Linked DNA regions of Mus musculus: regions 2, 3 and 4 are each linked to region 1. A link is a contact called in public promoter capture Hi-C data. All regions are on one chromosome and are shown on one strand. The core of a region is the stretch at or near the end of the contact, and the rest is flanking DNA. Distances in the headings are between cores, read along the strand shown. Region 1 holds the start of Lnpk (lunapark, ER junction formation factor). Region 2 holds the start of Hnrnpa3 (heterogeneous nuclear ribonucleoprotein A3). Region 3 overlaps Pde11a (phosphodiesterase 11A). Region 4 holds the start of Ttc30b (tetratricopeptide repeat domain 30B).

The links. Promoter capture Hi-C pulls out the DNA fragments that hold promoters and counts their contacts. Capture Hi-C pulls out chosen DNA fragments and counts their contacts.
Region 2: a promoter capture Hi-C map of liver shows a contact between it and region 1, with 4 times the contacts expected there. The contact joins the promoter of Hnrnpa3 here to the promoter of Lnpk in region 1. A contact is called at or near these places in 3 of 39 promoter capture datasets (the HPC-7 cell line, liver and pre-B cells).
Region 3: a contact with region 1 is called in a promoter capture Hi-C map of liver, with 5 times the contacts expected there. The contact joins the enhancer-like site here to the promoter of Lnpk in region 1. A contact is called at or near these places in 5 of 39 promoter capture datasets (the 3T3-L1 cell line, hippocampal neurons, liver and 1 more) and 2 of 9 other capture datasets (adipose tissue and liver).
Region 4: a contact with region 1 is called in a promoter capture Hi-C map of adipose tissue, with 4 times the contacts expected there. The contact joins the promoter of Ttc30b here to the promoter of Lnpk in region 1. A contact is called at or near these places in 1 of 39 promoter capture datasets (liver) and 1 of 9 other capture datasets (adipose tissue).

The regions. Positions count from the first base shown.
Region 1 is chr2:74,577,415-74,580,311 of GRCm38.p6, forward strand. Lnpk (lunapark, ER junction formation factor) reads right to left here and starts at 1,534. Exons shown (of 13, transcript NM_027133.3): 1 at 1,405-1,534. 4930445N08Rik (RIKEN cDNA 4930445N08 gene) reads left to right here and starts at 1,630. Exons shown (of 2, transcript NR_166470.1): 1 at 1,630-1,710.
Region 2 is chr2:75,657,960-75,661,105 of GRCm38.p6, forward strand. It overlaps Hnrnpa3 (heterogeneous nuclear ribonucleoprotein A3), which reads left to right and starts at 1,300. Exons shown (of 11, transcript NM_053263.1): 1 at 1,300-1,364. The coding sequence starts at 1,359. It overlaps Gm39859 (predicted gene, 39859), which reads right to left and starts at 978. Exons shown (of 3, transcript NR_166143.1): 1 at 831-978; 2 at 260-349.
Region 3 is chr2:76,068,934-76,071,633 of GRCm38.p6, forward strand. The region is part of intron 12 of Pde11a (phosphodiesterase 11A); the gene reads right to left. Among named protein-coding and RNA genes, the nearest start is that of Gm52518, 34 kb to the left of the region's middle. Within about 2 kb of position 1,333, at least 252 of the 459 cell types and tissues checked have an H3K27ac peak or open chromatin away from gene starts, as enhancers often do. A contact at or near this core is called in adipose tissue, hippocampal neurons, liver and 1 more, where this site is marked.
Region 4 is chr2:75,937,026-75,939,734 of GRCm38.p6, forward strand. Ttc30b (tetratricopeptide repeat domain 30B) reads right to left here and starts at 1,437. Exons shown (of 1, transcript NM_028235.1): 1 at 1-1,437. The coding sequence starts at 1,382.

The DNA of each region.
Region 1 (2,897 bases), core at 284-2,783:
TGGAGTTTTGTGGTTTTTAACCTTTGATTCCAAACTTAAATATAAACTAGTCACCTTTAACAGCATCTCCACATTATACTACACAATTTGGGTTTAAATGTGATTTGTTCGAAATCGCTTTCAAATGTCCAAATAGGCAACTCTGAAATATCTTACACCAGGTTTATTGCCCAAAAAAAAAAAAAAAAAAAATGGTAAGCACACTTCTAAAAGCACTTTTAATATGAGATGACCACCACAAAATAAATAAATATAAAAATTAAAAATAAAAAAGACTGACAGGGAGATTTCTATATGAACTCATACCTTTATTAGAGTCACCTATCCAAGCATTCTTCCAACATATAAACACCATAAACATTTATTAACATCATTACTATGGTGACCCCAATAGATGTCAAGGAACTTTTTAAAACTTCACTTTTAAATGAACCACTCTTGCTTAAGGTTCGTATTCGAAATCAACTTTGTTCTTCTAAGAAGGCACTATGGAGACCTTTGGGAACTAGGTATTAGCCCTGCCTGCCAGCTTGAACATATATATGCCTGTAACTAAATTTACTCACATCCATCACACCTCTAGACAATGTTGTCAACGCTAAGACTGAGGCCACAGAGACAGAAAACAATAGGCTCTAAGCACCACAAACCAGAAACCAAAAAGTAAGAACAGAACACTGAAAACTCAGTGAGTCGCAGGTGTTGCTTAAAACTGCACGCAGAAATAAATTCACCAATCCGAACTCTCCGTCCGCAAACACACCATCAAAGAATTAAACCTACTGATGCCCCTTGGAGTTGCTTTTCCCGGGTCGCTCCTGTCACCACGCACCTTCGTCCTACCCCACCCCTCAGACTGGTCGCTGTCCCTCCAATAAGTAAGGACAATGGTTGTGGAGCAGCTCCTCTAAGTCGCTCACAATCCACGCCCACACGCGGACGGAGCAGCATGACACTGACAGTTTTCAGACCTTCCCGTCGTGCCAGCTCAGGTGGACGCGGAGGTGATCGGGGCTCTCAGGGTGGATATTTCAGCTAGGGATGTGCTCTCTGGGACCTTCTGACACTTCTTAACACAGGGGGGGCCCAAGGGCTCGGGCTCTAAACAGCCACTGCGCGGAATCCCTGAGAACATACCCGGAAAGAACACCGGCCTCAGGGGAGGCAGAGCCGGGTCTCGTGCGCTCCGGAGCCGCTCGGGCCGCTGTTCAGGGCGATCCACGAGAGAAGGCGGCAACAGTGTACGGAGGGCAGCAGCCCCGCGGCGTGTTCCCCAGCCGCCACCAAGCTCTAGGCCACTTGGCAGGGGCGGAGGCACCCGGGCCGGCGCGCCGAGGAACCCGGAGACTGGTTCCCGCTGTCCGGAGCGCCTCCGTCTACGCGGCCCTCCCTTCACAGTCCTACCTGAGAAAAGCGGGCGCCGCTCGGCCTGGGCGTCCACTCGGGGAAGCCTGGGTCGCCACCGCGTAGAGCCTCTGGAGCAGGCAGCAGCACCTACAGATAGAGCGCTGGGCCCGGCCAATGCCTTCCCATCAAACCCCGCGCTCCTGCCGCCAGCCAATGGGCGCTGCAGCCGGCGCGCGCCGCTCCCCCATCACGTGATCCGGCCGGCCCAGCCGTTGGTGCCTCAGAGCGGCGGGTGTGGCAGGAGGATTTAGGCTGAGTATCCTCCGCGCTAGTGTAGGCTGTCGGTCCTCGGGGCACCACAGGGTAGGGCGGTTCCGACTGACTCTTACTAGTTCTGCCTCCTTTTCTCATGAACAACTCCCACGCCCCAGTCTCGCCAAGAAAAGAAACTGATCCTGATTGTCCCAGACCTTCTGAGCGAGAGAAGAGTGGGGAGGACAAAGGGGAGGGACGTTGAAGGTCGAGACCTGTGTGTCTGGAAAAGAGAGGGTACCTGAGATCCCAGATCAGCTGTCATCCAGAAGGCAGCAAAAAAGTTTACATTGCATAGCTCAGAAGCCATCCCAGCCAAGCAAGTGGAGAGAGACAGACAGACATCATACATAACACCTCCTGGCCATACCCCATGAGGGCTTTAGGCTTGTTTCTGTTGCTCTTGGACGTCAAAAAGGGTCCTTTCATGACTACGCGCTTATCTCACCAGCATGAGAAGAACTTGAAATGATAAGGATGGTCTTTTCAAGCTAAGGGGTAGCAACAAAGGCTGAGCTTTCCAAAATTACACTCTTAACAATCTCCAAAACCTCTGAATAACTGGGGCCCCTTAAACAGTAGTGCTGTATTTCCCTAAGAATTGAAAACGACCTAAAGAAGGCTGTATTCCAGTCAACTGCAAGTATCAATAACAAAACTTCAATGGGAGGGGTGGGGGCGCTCCATAGGCAAAATTAGGAGGGAAACTTCAACAAAAGCTTTTATGTTCTGTGTTCAATCACTTTTACGGGTTTTTCTTCTTTAGTTAAGGAAGAAAATGTTTCTGATTTTCAAAGTGCAATAGATATAATAATATGCTATGTTTACACTGACAACACCAGCAGAGAAGAAGGCATAGACATAGTATCTACTTTGTAAGATAATCCCCTAAATTCTAAGATCTTCAGTTACAGCTTTGTAAACTTAAAAGAATAGGAGAGAGCTAAACTTTAGTGTGCCATGTATCGCCTCACCAATGTGGAAGAAAGTAAACAGACATTTCACCAGTTTTTATTTGGAAAATTAGCCATTTTATTTCCCAGCCTTGGTAGTTTCTAAGAACATAAAACTCGTGCTGCCTCTTGTCTCAGATCTTTCCTAAAGGGAACAGGAAAGTTTTGTTTGTTTTTGTTGTTGTTGTTGTGTTTTGTTTTGTTTTTGACTCTTGCTAATACTTGTCCTAGGGTTTTTCATTGAGCTATCAGGGAGTTTAAAAATAAAACAGGACAGAGAGAAGA
Region 2 (3,146 bases), core at 50-2,549, 1.1 Mb after region 1:
TAGCAGCTAAGGAGACGAGGTCTAAAAACCCAGGCTTCAGGCAGCTAATTAGAAACTGCCCCACCACCTGGCCTGAAACAAGGACAATGGGTCAGCAGTTCCCAGCCAGCCCCCACGCCCCAGTAATGGAATGTCCTTCGAGATAGCATAAGACACAGCCTACCACCCCCCACCCCAGATTCCTCAGCCAGTTTCCAGGCACCATACCCTAGTATGGTTCTGGAATACCTAGAGACAGAGTAAGACAAAGCCCACCTACCCCAGGATTCCACTAAGGTGCTTTAAATTGGTCCTGCGGGCTCACTTCAGGCTCTATCTTGGTAACGGGAGACCCCAGCATGCTGGACTTCTACAGAATAAAAACAGTGTTTGCGTTTACATACTATTAGAATCCGGGGTATCATTCTTCGTTACAGTGGGTGTTTCGAGACTACCTAATCCTATGTTTGCTTTTATTTGATTAAAAACCCAAATCGTTCCAAATCCCTTTGCTAAGCAAATAAACGATTCGACTTATTTCGTTCATATACTGCACACTAAAACTCGAAACTGATGACCACTTTAAATAAGAAACAAATCTCTAGCCAACAGGTAGAGGGCCTATATGGCCAGAAGCCTTTTGGAAACGTTGGAAATCGTTCCATTCTCTCAATTCTATACCCAAGTGGCTCTGCTTCTTCCTCCCAGACTGTCTTAATTTGTAAATGTGCAAGCTGCTAAGGTGAAAACCGCAGTAACTCAGCCGCGTTTTGCGGTCCGTGAGACGTGCCCCGACTGCGACTTGCAGTGTGGGTCTCCCAGGAAGGCGGCGCAGTCACATTTTTCCAAACCTGGGCTCTCGACATTTAGAAAGCCGCGAGGGAGGCGAAGATGGTCAACTGGCTTTCTTACAACCTTAAGTCTCAAGTCAGAAAAGCGTGACTTTCCATTTGGCTCTGGAATGGAGGTGAACTCGGAAATGGAGACCCGCAGGCGCGCGGGGGAGGGGCGAGAGGGGCCAGAAGAAAGGGAAAGGCCTTTCTCTAAGCTGACGCGCGGTCACGCGGCTTTCTCCCGACGTGGGCTCTCGCCATTGGTCGAGCTGCCGCTGACGTAAGCGTCGCTGCCGGGCGCGAACCGCGGCGAAGGCGGCGCTGCGTTGGAAGTTGGCGAGGCGCGCGCGCTCCCGCCGGCGGCCCAATCCCCGCTCTCCACCCTCGGCCCGCCAACGCGGTGGACCAGTCGCGCTCCGCTTTCTCATGACTCCGCCCCCAGTGGGCGGGCGGCGCGCGGATAGCACATCACGTGGTGACTGGCCCCGCCTCTTCCTCTCGGTCCCATATTGAACTCGAGTTGGAAGAGGCGAGTCCGGTCTCAAAATGGAGGTAAAACCGCCGCCCGGTCGCCCCCAGCCTGACTCCGGCCGTCGCCGCCGCCGCCGGGGGGAGGAGGTATTAGGGGGAGAGCGGGGGGTTGCTGGGTAGTTGCCGGCATGGGGGGGCTTTGGCTCGATGGGAGTGGGGAGGCCGGGGAGACCGGGACGATCGTCCCGCGCTTTGCGCTGAGGGCGGTGGGAGGGGGAGGGGAGCGGGCCGGGTGGCCTCCTCCGGGCCCTCCGTCGGCCTGGTCCTCTCGGTCGGCCGCACCGGCAGCCCTCGAAGACGCGGCGGGGCCGGGGAGTGGCTCGGCAGCCGGGCGAGGATGCCCTCGGGCTGCGCGGCCTGACTTAGCGAGGCCGCGGGCGGCATGGCGGGCCTCCGCGGGAGCGGTTGGGAGGAGGCGGTGGGGGAGGGGAGGAGCACATCCGGGCGAGCGAGCAGGCGGGCGGCGGCCGCATTGACATTGATCCGCCGCCGCCGCGTTACGAAATGGCGCAGTGGCCCGCAATGGCCGCCGCCTGGCTACGCCGCCAAGAAGGAGTGCGCGGGGATTGGAGGGGACGGCGGGAGGCGGCCCGGCGTTTCTGCCGCAGATGGCCTCCAGGCTCCGGGCGCGGTGCTTTCCGCTGGGGTGCTCCCGACGTGGATCTAGGCCTTGGCGGGCCTTCTGGGTGATGACAATCCGCGCAATACTCGGGCCGGATTTTCTCAGCGCTCATTTGGGGATACATTACTGAAAAGCTTGCTGCTTTAAGGTGCTTCCTAACCCGCTGCTTGTGCTCAAGTATTTGGAATGAGAGTATTTACAGCGTCCTGTGGTTGAAGTCTTAACCATTTCGGGGGTTTGAGTGTAGATGTGTTTACTTGGAGCTTAATATTTTTATTGATCTAATTTCTCATACTTCGGATTGGCCCGGATTTTGGTTTTCCTGGATTTTGGTTTTAGAGAACTGCGACCACACTAGAAAATACCACGATTACGAGAATTTTGTGTGTATAGAGATGCTTTTTGTGTATTGTCAAATTCATTTATGCGAGGCTTGAATAAAGGGGTTTTACGTGAATTTGGGTAGTTGGGTTTCTGGTATGTGGCTGTCTGCATATTGAATGTTCTAACTAATATTTCCAGAAGATGGAAGAAAGTGAGCCCCCTTTAAGGGCTTGTGTTGAATTGTCTTAATGCGTTCATTAAAAGCGGTTCACTCGAAAGTAAAATCTTCAAAAAGAAAACCACAGGCTAGATATTTTCTAAGTCTCTCAGTTACGGTTTTGTTTCTAATTCCTCTGGTCAGGCGGTATATGCTATACCTTGTAAATCCAAATTACACGCTTGTGAATGTAAGGATCGCATTCGAAATAACTTGAAACTATATGATGTAAGTGGGTATAACCAAGGTAAATTGATTACAGAAAGCTAAGTAGTGGAACCAGGTGTGAATGGTGCGTGCACACCTGTTACCCTAGTATTTGAAAGGCTAAGGTAGGACTGCCTCAAGTTCAAGGCTAGCTTAGCCTGCCTTTCCTTGAGAGCCAGCCTCAAAACCCTCACCCACCCTTTTAACCCCCACAAGGTATCACGGGGTTAAGTCTTGGCTGTGTTTTGTGGGATATGCCTAATTTGCTTGGGAATGTCTTTTAATAACTGAAATGTTATTAGCTGGAAATGTGAATTTCTCTTAATTTCCCGTTGTAAGCTTCTAAGTTGCATTTCATAGATCATGTTTTAAAATTACAGGTTTGTTGGTGTTGCAGACTGAGGACAGTGGAGATGGCACGGGCAGTCTTTGG
Region 3 (2,700 bases), core at 83-2,582, 1.5 Mb after region 1:
GCCAGTCACAGAACTTATTGTAACCTGCCAATGACACAAGGAATTTGATTCTGTCTCCTGATGCGGGTTCTGGCTACTGAAATGTTTTATTTAACAACTGGCTGCCTCTGTCCTTCCCAAGGGGGCAAACAAAGAGCTCTAATTGTATTCCAGAGAGATTCCTTTTGGGGGAAATTTTTTGACCTCAAGGATCAGGACTTATCTGAGAACGTCAGTCACTAGACCGCGTGAGATGCTCCAGCTTGAGGCTGGGACAGATTTCCCCCCTAAGTGTCCCTTCTGTTCTCCAGCTTGAATTATTGATAAAATGGCGTGGCTATCTCCCCAAATAACCTTGTTGACAACACAAAGGTGGACTGAAGAACACTACCTCCACACTGAAGATTTAGGATCCCCAGTAAATGTCAGGAGGTGTCAATGTGTGTGCCGTGACACTTGGTTATTATTAGTGTTTAACTGCCGGTCCCCACCAGCGCCATGCCGCCAGCACCACCATAAATTTTAATGTGATCACGTGCTCTTCCCTTTTCACAGCCAGCGAATTCTGCAAGATCATAATATCCTATATGAACCCTAGCTGAACCTTAGCGTGATGCGATAAGAGCGAGATTTTGAGCAATGAAAGTTGTTCGTCATTATAGTGCTTAAAAAAAAAAAAACCAAAAACCAAAATCCCGGACGCTGAGCAACATAGTTCTTCAAATAATATTTCCCTAAGATAAATTCACTCATTCAATTAATCTTTATTGAGCCCTACGGGAAGCAGGGCAATGCCCTAGGTGATAAAGAGTCTATTTATAAGACACTAAAGAATCCTGACTCTTAAGGACCCTTTCTGTTCCCCTTGGAAAATCTGTCAGAGTACACACCATTTATAATGCAAACAAAAAGTATGTCTGTAACTTAGACATCAAGGCACGCCTTTTAGTCTACAGAATACAAGCAAAAAAAAAAAAAATCCATTCCTATATCTGGTTTACCCTGTCAGTACAGGAGCCCTGGTCATAATCTTTCATTACACATGTGCACAACGGGCTAGCATTCCTTTCTCCTTACATAAACAATGAGAATTTGTATAGATACCATTGGTATATAGGTTTTTAGTCTCTGTCTAGCCATGGTTGATGAAAGCATTATCTAGTATATTTATTAGAGGAAGGCAAAGCTCAGGAAAAAAAATTAACTATATAGGTATTTCCTTCAAATAAAAGGTAACCTTGAAGCTTTGATTCCGCAATTTTAAAAAAATTTCCAGCGAGGTGCATGGAACAAATCAATAATCGATCAATGGGTTTCTGGGTGAATGAAATATCCACCCACGTCTGAATAAAACTGCTCGTGCTATAAACTTCCCCTTTGTTTCCTTTGATTTCTAAGGAGCTAAAGTTATTTGGTTTCCTAAACATGAGGCTGGATGCTGTTGCAAACCATTTTGAGTGAATAATCTTATTTTCTCTGTGTGAAATAATTTTAGAGATAAAAGCTAGGAAGTTGGTGCAAATATGCATGTGAGTGTCCAGAAGTTTGTGGTTCCAAACCCGTTCAGCAGTGCCCAGCTGCGCAACTTCCCCCTTCTCCTAGACAATGGGGTTAGGAAAATGCGCGATCAAATTTCAAGTCACGTGGAGGAGGCAGGATTCTTCTTGCTAACGCACAGTCATAAAACAGGCCCATCTTCATAGAAGGGGCTCTGTTCCGACAGACCGGCTTTGTTGGTGAATATTTTAAAGAAAACATTTATTTTTGCACTGGCCTGAATCTGTCGCGCCAGAAGAAAAGAAGCACTTTCAAGGAAGGTTGGTCAAGGTTTGACCGCTCACTGCTTCCTCCCCCCCCCCCCCCAACACCCCGCCTCCGGATTGGTTGGGAAACTTTGCCTTGGAGCGCCATCTAGAGGAAATTCCAGCACACATCGGGCGTCCTTTCAGTCAAAAATTTCCTTCCTTCTTTCCTTCCTTCCTTCCCTCCCTCCTTTCTTCCTTCTCTTTTTCTGTCCCTCCCTCCCTTCCTCTCTCCTTCCCTCCCTCCTTTGCTCCCTCCCTCCCTGCCTTTCTTCCTGTTGGCTGGTGGTAACTTGAGAAGCAGAGGCAAGATGATCAAAAGTTCAACCTAATGTGACCACAGAATTGAGGAAGGGAAACTGGGGTTGTGGGGAGGGGTGGAGGTCTGGAGAGCGGATGCTGTGGAACACAGATGCTGTGTACATAGAAACGAGGAGATGGGGGGTTTAACTGGGAAGAGGGGAGGGAGAGACGCACAGAGGGAGAGGGAGGGAGGAGGGATACATAGCATTAAGGGTGTTTGAAAAAAATTGTAGGGAAACATTTTTATGTTTCTTAAAACACACAAATATGCAACATGTGTGTGTGTGTGTATATGTATCTATACAGTTTAAATGAAGTGACACTTGGGAGTGATACTATTCTCTCAGGAGCTTTAGACTATCTAACAAAACACCCAATGCTAGACAGGCAGGGAAAACTTTCTCTAGATTTGTTGGTCAAGAGAGTTGGAAGAAACTTCCAAAATAACACAGCTTATTGCTGTAGCTAGTGGTTGCCTCTCAGAACTTGCAGGCAAGGCCTGTTCCTAGAGATGCTACATACGTCAGATATAGTCGTTGCAGGAATAAAGCTAGAACTGACCTGGAAGCCTCAGCCCTGAAAACTAGCTTTCCTAGTACCTGAAATGACTATGCAA
Region 4 (2,709 bases), core at 187-2,686, 1.4 Mb after region 1:
AGCTTCCACACATCATGGTCATTACAGAATTCCACAGATTTGCGGAAGATCTTCTCCACCATTGGGTAATTCTCAAAGTTCCAGTAGATTTTTGCCTGGGCCATCAGTACAGGAATATACTTCTCAAGAGTTTCATCATATTCATTCACAGCCTTTTTGGCAGATTCATCATCTCTACTATGCCTTGAATCCTGTACTTGTATGGTGAGTTTCCGGAGCTGCTCAGTCAGCATGCCAGCCAACCCATCAAGTTTAATGAAAGCCTCTTCAGGAGCTGTCTGGCAAGTGATCATGGCATCCAAGAAGTCATAGAGATAGGGTGTGAGGAACTTGTAAGTCAAGTGGGCATTTTCTGCCAGGACATCAGCTGCCAGGTCAAAATACTCATATTTACAGTAGAGCAGCAGCAGGTTGCCAAAGGTCTCTGGGGGGAAGGGGTTCTGCTGGAGCAGAAACTGGAGCTTTTCAAAGCCCTCTGTGGGCTTGGCATCCATGTTCATCAGAGCCTGGTTGTGGAGGGTTACGGGGTCCAGCTCTTCCTCTGCTCTGGGTGGCATGTCAGTGAGGGCTTCCTGGGCTGCCTCGTAGTTTCTCAGCTGGTACTCTATGGCTGCCTTGAGGTTGAAGGCTTCGACCAGAGCAGTCTGGTGAAGGACTATAGTGTTGCCAACACTGCGAACATCAATGCCCTCCGTGGTCATGCCCACACCGAGTTCTGGGTGTTGACGGATGCCACGCTCAATGATGTCAGCGATATGCTTCAGAGCAGGCGCGTACTGCCGACTGCTGTAATAGGCCAAAGCCAAGTTGTAGGAAAGGTCAGGCTGGTAGCCAGAAGCCTGCAGGGCCGCTAAGAACTTGGAACAGGCAGCTTCATAGTGTCCCTCTTTGTAGAGCAGACAACCTAGGTTGATCTGACCATCATAATCACTCTCCCCTCCACTGTCCTCTACACCTTCCCCACTCAGCAGCTGCTCCACCAGGCTCCTGGCTCCTGGGAGGTCACCTTCACTGTACTTGATAGCAGCCTGGAGACGAAGGACTCGAGTCTGATAGGCGGGGTTGTCCAGGAGGAAGGCGACCCTGGTGGCCTCTGGATACAGGCAGGCCTTGTACAGTGCCTGGGCCTGGTACAGGCGGTACTGCTCGAGTTCCGGGTGCATCTGGCTCAGCTGCTCATAGCACTCTGCAGCGAGCTCGAACTCCTGCAGGCGGTAGTAGCAGTAGGCCAGCAGCGACAGCCCTGCGCGGCTGCGGGAGCTCCTCTGCAGCTCTGCGCTCAGCAGCTGCACCGCCTCTGAGTAGCGGGAGTCGCGGATGAGCCTGTACACCACTGCTGTGAACTCACCGTCGGGGATCTGTGAGCTGCTCAGCCCTGCCATATTCACCTAGCTTGTTTTGCATCCTGGTTTCCAAGGCAATAGGCCAACCGGAAACGGAAGCTGTTCAGCGGCAAGTATCCAACGGAAGTGTCTTGTGGATAAAAGCGAATCACCGACACGTTTCTATCAATTTCTGGATATGTTTTTAAACACTCTAGACTGTGGGGAAGCAATTGGGCTTGGTCTGGAAAATTTTCTAGGTAGTTCAGAGAGGGATATTCCACGTCCCGGCCTACATCGCTTCCGTTATCGCCCTGCATCCTGGGAAATGTAGTTTTTCCTCTTTGACGTTTTACAGTAATTGGAGTCTCTGCCTTTTCTCTGGGATCGGGATCTTGTTTCTATTGCTTTGATTGCTTCTTTGTTGGCACTGAAGTAAAGTTTTCTTGTGAAGGTCCCCCGGGATGCAGAAAATTCGCTGTTCTTTGAGGGTTCGAGTTGCTTGGCAATGGTGACGAAATGGGAATGAGGGCCGTCTCTGGACTTCAGGAATTCTAGTATATTCTTGCCAGCTGCTCTGACGCCCACTTTTTGAGAACGTTGTTAAGCAAGGGCCGGCAGTCCGTATTTTATTCTGTATCAAGAGGTGACGAGAGGGGGAAGGAGAGTCTGAATTGTAACTGGTGCTGTTTTAGATTTAAGTACCATTCGCCCTCTGTTTCGTAAATGACCGCTGTTATGAACGTAAATTGGTGCTTGAATTGATGAAGCACACGGCTTTGGTCTTTTCCTTCTTCAAGGAGAAGCCACAAAACTAACATTTTCCCCCTTTCCTATATGCTATTTTTCTCACCCTCTAAGCTCTACCAAACACTACCGTGAGTTTGTTCAAGACGTAATCAGCCTGTGCTTCTCGTGCCTCTGATCTTGTTTTCACGTATGAATCAGCTAGTTAATACATAAATGCTTCGCCAACTCCTTTCCCATACCCAGACTCTTAATTCGAAGCTCTTCAGGCAGTTACTATCTCTCCTTTCCCCCCTGTATGTAGAATGAGTCTCTAGGTTCTGTGTTATTGTTTTGGGGAGGTTATTCTGTATAAATTCAATTTTATTCTAGTATGACAGAGCAGTAAAAAACTACCGACTTATAAGCCGATATTGAATCACTGTTGAAAACCATGTACATAGATTTGACTGACCCTAATGTGTGGGGACATAAATATAATGCTTAGTTAAGCATTTGAGAAGTAACCAAGATAGCAGAATATTAATGTGTTCTTTCCAAATGAAGTAGTGACAAATTGTATGATTTTTCAATAACAAGGCTGTACTTTTAGAGCACGGATCATTTGACGTGGCTCTGGGAGGCACCTGGGAGACTGTTA